Linked DNA regions of Gossypium hirsutum: region 1 is linked to region 2. A link is a contact called in public Hi-C data. All regions are on one chromosome and are shown on one strand. The core of a region is the stretch at or near the end of the contact, and the rest is flanking DNA. Distances in the headings are between cores, read along the strand shown. Region 1 holds the start of LOC107920523 (acyl-CoA-binding domain-containing protein 6). Region 2 holds the start of LOC107896739 (serine/threonine-protein kinase PBL27).

The links. Hi-C and Micro-C count contacts between places; a contact is called where the count stands out from the background.
Region 1: a contact with region 2 is called in a Hi-C map of hypocotyl, with 3 times the contacts expected there. The contact joins the promoter of LOC107920523 here to the promoter of LOC107896739 in region 2. A contact is called at or near these places in 9 of 34 Hi-C or Micro-C datasets (anther, fibers, hypocotyl and 1 more).

Annotation. Positions count from the first base shown.
Region 1 is chrA10:94,165,635-94,169,391 of Gossypium_hirsutum_v2.1, forward strand. It overlaps LOC107920523 (acyl-CoA-binding domain-containing protein 6), which reads left to right and starts at 1,543. Exons shown (of 17, transcript XM_016850270.2): 1 at 1,543-1,952; 2 at 2,057-2,137; 3 at 2,511-2,600; 4 at 2,812-2,893; 5 at 3,135-3,278; 6 at 3,412-3,594. The coding sequence starts at 2,563. LOC107919524 (monothiol glutaredoxin-S2) reads left to right here and starts at 440. Exons shown (of 1, transcript XM_016848972.2): 1 at 440-1,089. The coding sequence starts at 555. The coding sequence ends at 863.
Region 2 is chrA10:93,879,458-93,883,006 of Gossypium_hirsutum_v2.1, forward strand. LOC107896739 (serine/threonine-protein kinase PBL27) reads right to left here and starts at 1,698. Exons shown (of 5, transcript XM_016822004.2): 1 at 1,141-1,698; 2 at 76-275. The coding sequence starts at 1,282.

The DNA.
Region 1 (3,757 bases), core at 293-2,792, 290 kb after region 2:
GTGTACAGGGACCAGTGTTAATTGTAAAAATAGATGAATTTTTTTTTAGCAAAAGGACTTCTTCTCTATTTAATCTAACTGTATAAGGACTAATTTACTCATTTTTTAGTAGAATAGATAAAATGCAATCTGACTTCTATTATATAAATATTTCCATAGTAATTTTTTACCAAGAAAAATATGAATAAAACGATGAAAGTTGGTAAAAATTATAACGTTTCACCGTACAAAGGACACCAATTCCGTATGCAAAGAAAGATTCGTGATGCTGCTCTATCCTTCTTTTTTGTTCAGCATTTGATCGCTTTATTTTATGATCTAATCGAACAATTTTCTGATGCTTTCCTTTTATTTTTTCATTTTCATTTCCAACAAAAAAGGGAAACTTGCTTTCTTGCCGACTAAACACCACCAGATTCCTCAAAAACCCTATATAAACCAGTGGGTGTTGAGCATTCAAAGCACTTCACAATCTCAACAACAGCTATACATTTAGCCTCTCACTTGCAAAACCCGTCCTAACTTTTGGCATTGTTTTCCGCATAGTATATCAAATGGAGAGAGTGACAAAGTTGGCATCCGAGAAGCCAGTGGTGATCTTCAGCAAGAGTTCGTGTTGCATGTCCCACACCATCAAAACCCTTTTCTACGACTTTGGTGTCAACCCTGCGGTTCACGAACTCGATGAGATTTCTAGAGGACGTGAAATCGAACAAACTCTTTCGAGGCTCGGTTGCAACCCTTCTGTTCCAGCCGTCTTCATTGGTGGAGAATTCGTTGGTGGAGCTAATGAGGTCATGAGTCTTCATCTTAATCGAGCCTTAATTCCAATGCTTAGAAGAGTAGGGGCACTTTGGGTTTAATTCAAAAATTAATCCACTAACTTGCATGCCAAGGCACTAATAAAATTGTGATTATTATATATTATTATATATAATCACATAAATTAGATCCATGAGAGTGTAGATTTCAGGTCTAATTAACAGTGAGCACTACTAATTAACGAGTTCTCTTAGTGAGTGGGTATGTTATCTTTTTGGTAATGTACTAATTATGTTTTTGAGTAATAAAAGTTGCGATTTACATTTACATTAATCTTTTTTTTTTCTAACAAACGGTAAAGAATCCTTTGAAAATTGAGAGAATTTTAAAAAATATATTAAATTTAAAAAATTGACTTGAAAAAAATTAGATTAATTTAAATATAGATTAGACTTGGATTAAAATAATCAAGGCTCGAGTCTAGCCCAACTCATTTTTCTAACTTTGTAATATATACTACTTTAATATAAACATTTAAAAAATGTTATGATATCTATATATAAAATTTTATAAATAAAAAAATAAAAAATACTAAATACTAAATTAAAAACAATATAAATATATTTTTTAAAGTTAAAAATAATGAATAAATTTGGATTAACAATTTATTATATAAGTAGACTTGAAAAAATTTTAAGTTCACAAATATAAAATAAAGAGCATTAATATTTGTAGCGAAAATTTGTGAAAATAATACTTGGGAGTTGCTACCATGCATATAAATGGGCATTTCGAAAAAGATAAATGGATTTGGGTTGCAAAATTTTTGGAGTAAATGGGCCAGGATTGATAATGTATTGTTGTAAAGTATAGAGAGAAGATGGTACAGTGTGATGAAAAGTTATAGCAGGCAGAGGCAGTGATGGCAGCGGCACGCAATTCCCGAGAGAGATGGATCCTTTGTAATGGAGCCCACTGCCGCTCGCCATTAAATGCCTCGAGGCTCGACCATCAAAGCTTTACACTAAACAACAAAACTACACGTATTTTTTTAACATGGTCTCGTTATTTTTGCCATCTTTTTTGACACAGAAACTTATTCAAATTTCCCATGTTATTTCTCACTCTTCCTTAGTCACCCGCATGGAAATAGTAAAAACTGGAAAAGAAAATGGGTGGTTGGAATGAAAGTAAGTTCTTTTGTTTCCATTTTAATTGTAATTTAAGTTTTTATTACATAGTTTTAGTTTTCTTTGTATTAAGCTAAGTAGCTAGCTACCACTATTATCTGTAGGTTGTTAGAGGGACCTTCCAAAGCAAATCTTGGCAAAGGATCTCATAAATCAAACAAAACACAACAGGACAAGACGACCCGGTACTTTGTCTTTCTCTCTCTATCATCACTATTTGCAGAAGTACAGTTCACTTCTTCAATGTGCACCTTCTTAGTGTTCTTTCACACTCCCAAGCTAATGCTTCAACTACTTTCTTCCTCATCTACCTTCATTTCCTCAATGGCCAATTAATTTTATTTCATTTTCCTTTTTTTTATTCTCAAACAGCTCAAGTCCAAGTTTAAAGGTCAAACCTTTTTGTCTCTGGTTTAACATATGACCCGATTGTACTTTGTTTTTATTTGAAAAAAAAATAAAAAAACAGAACTTTGATAAAGGAAGTGTTAGGCTTTTTTGTTGTTTTACGCTGTTTCCTTGATGATAATGTAGCTTCATTTTTTGTGGAAATTTTAGGGCTTTATTTCCTGGTTTTTGATTGAAAGAGTTTTGCTTTGCTTTGGTGAAAATGTTTAGCTTTTCTCGTAGACGCATGAAGCTTGGCAGGTCAGTTTCTTCTTCCCATATATATCATTTTCTATTTTTTATTAAAATTTATGTTCTTTTTACCTTTATGTCAATAAAGAAACTTGGTGGATAAAGGATGCAAACTTGATTAAATATTTCCCCAAATCCCACATCTTTTGTTTTCATGAAGAAGACCTCTTGTTGCTGAACATTGTTCACTTATTTTTAGTATATTTTTGTGTTGATTTAGAGTGAAGAAAGTACAGCTTTCAGAGTCCGCCAATGGAATTAAAAGTCCTACGAGACCGCCCAAACAAAGCAACAATTCAAATGTGAGGCTTTTGACATGTTTGAATTTCTGTTTTGTAACAGTCGGCATGTGTATAATATATTACTCGGTCTCGGTGTGTTGGATATGGCTATGCATACATTATCGTATGGTTAGATTTTTCTATGTTTTTTCATATATTTGGAGTTCATCTCCCCATGCCTCCAATATGAGTACTTAAAGAAAATGAAGAGTCCAAGGAACATAGCGTGTATAAGTTGCTAAAGCCTTCAAATGTGTTTCAGGTTGAGTCTGCTATGCTTGCTGTTAATCATTCTGATGAACTTGAATCCCACTGTCCTCCTGCCCCTGTTATTAATTCATCAGGGAACTCCGAGAATTGGATGGTATTGTCAGTTGCTGGAGAAACGCCTGTGCCACGCTTTAATGTAATATATATATATGTATATCGATGTTTTCCATTTGTCTGATTGCTTCATATCTTAGGGTTAATGACTTAATTCAAATTTTGTATATCGGATATGACGGAAATGCTGAAATATTTTTGTGTTCCTTGAGTAGCATGCTGCCACTGTTGTCGGGAACAAGATGATAGTGGTTGGTGGTGAATCTGCAAACGGATTGTTAGATGATGTGCAGGTTCTTAATTTCGACACTTTTTCTTGGACCATGGCATCATCGAAGCTTTACTTGTCGCCAAGCAATCTTCCACTTAAGATTCCTTCATGCAAGGGCCATAGTCTGGTACAATCATATGCGGTGCATTAGGTTTTTCCATTATGTTGCATTCTCTTTGCTTTGCATACTATATAAACTAGCCAAACTGTTGTTCATCTATGCTTGTTAGCTATGATATTAAGTGACCCTGTGTACTGCCACCTCCGTGTCTGCTATTTAGACTTGATTT
Region 2 (3,549 bases), core at 448-2,947:
TAATGTGCTTTATAACTTAAGAACATGTTTAAAGCACAGTGTCGTTGACATCTATTAGAAGTATCTCTTACAGACCTGTCCAGTACTCTCCAAGCGGCCCTTATAAACACGTCCAAACCCCCCTTCTCCTAATAGACATTCTGGCCTAAAGTTCTTCGTGGCAGCAGCAAGCTCTCGGAAGGTAAATGTTTGTGCTGCAATATTTGCTGTTGGTCCATCTTTAGGTACTGCAGGTTCCTTCTTAGGATCAGAAACACTCCGAGATTTTGATTTGTCTGTTCAAAGAAGTGAATCAGATACATCGGAGAAAATGAAAGGATGACAGTAAACAATAGAACTATTACAATTAAAAGGGAAAAAGAAAAGTTAAAAAGCTGCATTCCAGTAATTGTGGCATAAAGTGAACATAAGCGCTCAATGCAAGTTTAAACTTTCAACCGCAAGAAAACTAAGTCACCTTGAAATAAAGATTGAACCTTTTATAACATTAGAATTGTGTAATATACTTCTTCAATAGAATACCAAGTCCGAGATGAATGTAAACAGTTGTGAATTCATGACTTAGAAACTGCATTTTACATTCTAAAAGGAATATAGGAGACAGTTAAAATGAATTTACTAGCATTTAGTCTATGTTAGCTTAATGATTGTGGATGAACAAGAATTTTAAAGAAAATGAGAAAATCTGCATTCCTAAACCTAAAACCAGACTTACGAACTATGTAGCCTGGATTCTTCATTCTTCTTTGAGTACCCTTTTGCAACACATGGATATGAATATATGACCTCCAAATATATGAAAAAAATTTGTAAATTCTAACCATACTTGTGCAAGAAACATACCTATATTGGGCAGTCACGAAGCCCTTCATCTAAGTAGAATTCAAACTATTTTACCAACAAAAGAATAACTAACTATTAATTCATATAAACACTCAAAGATATATTGATAAACCATCTAAATCGATCAAACACCCTAAAACAACCATTGATGTATCAGATCAAACCACCAACATATTCTAACAGCTAAATGTCATCGAAAACTTGAAAACAAACTCATAAAAAACAGAGATTTCAACATTCTCCAGCTGCTGCATAAAACAGAGTGAAATTTGGGTAAGAAAAAGAAAAACATTTTACCAGAATTAACTCTGTTAACATGATGAGGCTGTCCAACTGAGCTGTCTTTAGTTGAATCCTTTTTGCTCAGTTCTTTCACACTGCCCCCACCATTACTGCCTGCCTTGTTCGATGATCCAAAACAAGGAAAACACCCACCCATAATCAAAACCCAGAATAAAAAAAAAAACCCAAAATTGAATATAATTCTTCAAAATTTACTCCACTTAACCAAATAAAAAGAAAAACCCAGCTCCAAAAATTTCCCCTTAAAGTTACAATCTTTAAAAATCCTTATTTTCCCACTTCAAATCCTGTCTTTATGATCTCAAGTGCCCATTTAAGACAAAGATCGAGACCAAAGTGGCAGATCAACAAATGGAAGAAAGAAAAAGAATCATGGTGTGCAAGAAAATCAGGAAGGTAAAGAGAAAGAAAAGAAAAAATAATTTAATGGGAAGTATAAATTATGCAGTAATTAAGAGATTAGCGGCCATGACTCGTATTATTACTTTTACTTACTTGAGGTTTACCGTTGGTGAGTGTTTGAAAAGGGTAAAAGTAAAACTTATCTCATTCAAATAATCATGATTATTAGACTTAATTTAATAATAGTCATAGCGGTTGGAGGGTCCCACCGTAGAGGATGTGGTTTCCACAATTGTGATGGACATTCTCAACACCAGTTTAAAAAATCAAAAATCGGGGGTCCGCCTGTTTTATTTAAATTGAAAGAAAAAGGATGGGCTAAACCCCGAATCTAAGTATGATTACCTTGATTTTTGTGTTTTAACTTTTTTTGAATTTTGAGTCGTTGGATTTAGGTGGTGATGTCATCATCCTATTTATTTTACTTTTTCAATGGATTCCGGTTTTTACAATTTTTTTTTAATATAAAATCTTAATTTATATTTATATTAATAATATTATTGGTTGAATTGAGTTGAAAAATTTATAAATAAATTTTTTTTTTAGCTTTGGTTCAATTCCTAAATATTTTAGTTTTAATTGTTTTATTTAAATATTTTATTATATAAATAATGTATATAATCAAGTTAGATTCAAATTAGCTGGTAGTACTAACTTAATTAATCAGATATAAAAGCCACACCACATTAGGTTAGTCATTTCATTTAAATAAAACTATATCCATTATTTCTCTCTTTCAACAAAGACGATGTGTAAGTTACCTAATTTCTCCTTTAATTTTTACTCTCTTATTATTATTATTATTATCTGAAACTACGACCTTTTGTTTTCCTTTTTATCCATACTAATAAATAACCTTCCAAAATAACTATTTATCTAAAAAAAACATAGTTTATTTTTAAGAAATTACGTTTAAAATATAACAACTAAAAATTCATTTTTCTAAGAAATATCAAGATTTTAAATCTATGAAAATAACCAGCTTCAACATCACTTCAATTTTATCATTTTAATCAAATTCCACATTTATTTTTTATAATATAATTTTAAGAATTCATGTTTTGGTTAAAATAGTAAAGTTGAAGATTTAAATTCCATGTTTCTTTGATTCAAATCTTATTCTATGTAAAATTTTTTTATTGATTTATAAAAATATAATGTTTAAACATATTGTTAGCCCCTGTATTTGATAACATTTGAGATTTCATACATGTACTTAAAAAGTTAAAAATTAAGTCTTCATGTTTTTATAATTTTAAAATCCTAGTCCAATCATTAACATTGTTAGCATTTTTTTTCAAAACTTTTTCAACTCGGCATATTAATTAGGTTGCCCTCATATGACGTGGTATATGATCAACGAAAAATAAACATATTAGTTTGACAAATTCTTATAGAAGCTATCAACAATAATAATGATCGGACTAAAATTTTTAAATTAAAAAAATAAAATGATAGAATTTTTAACTTTTAAAATTCAGTGACTAAATCTCAAATTCTATAGAAGTATAAGGATTAATAACAAATTTTAACCAAAATATAAAAAGATAAAAAATACACTCATAATAATACAATTTACTTTATGAAAAGATTGAATTTTTAACCATCTCGTAAATAAACTAAGACCCAATTGATGAACAAAATTGACCAATGAAAAACATTTTTTTTTTTGGTACAAGTAACCATTATTGTAATACATATTTATGTTTTTCCTACTCAAATTATACACTAGATTACTTTACATTCTCTAAGTTGATAAATAAATTGGAGAGCTATTTATTTTGGTGTCAAATTTTCAATATTGATAATATTGAGAGTATAAGCGGAGATGAGAAAATGAACTAGTTTCAAATTTTTTATCGCTTATTAACTTTTATAGACATGAGACTTACATAAGCAGTGGCTGAGTTAGGGTGCTTACACGGGCTCGGCTCGACTCCCTCCATGGAGAAATCTTTATCTAATATTTTTATAATTTATAAAATTTTAAATTAATAATGA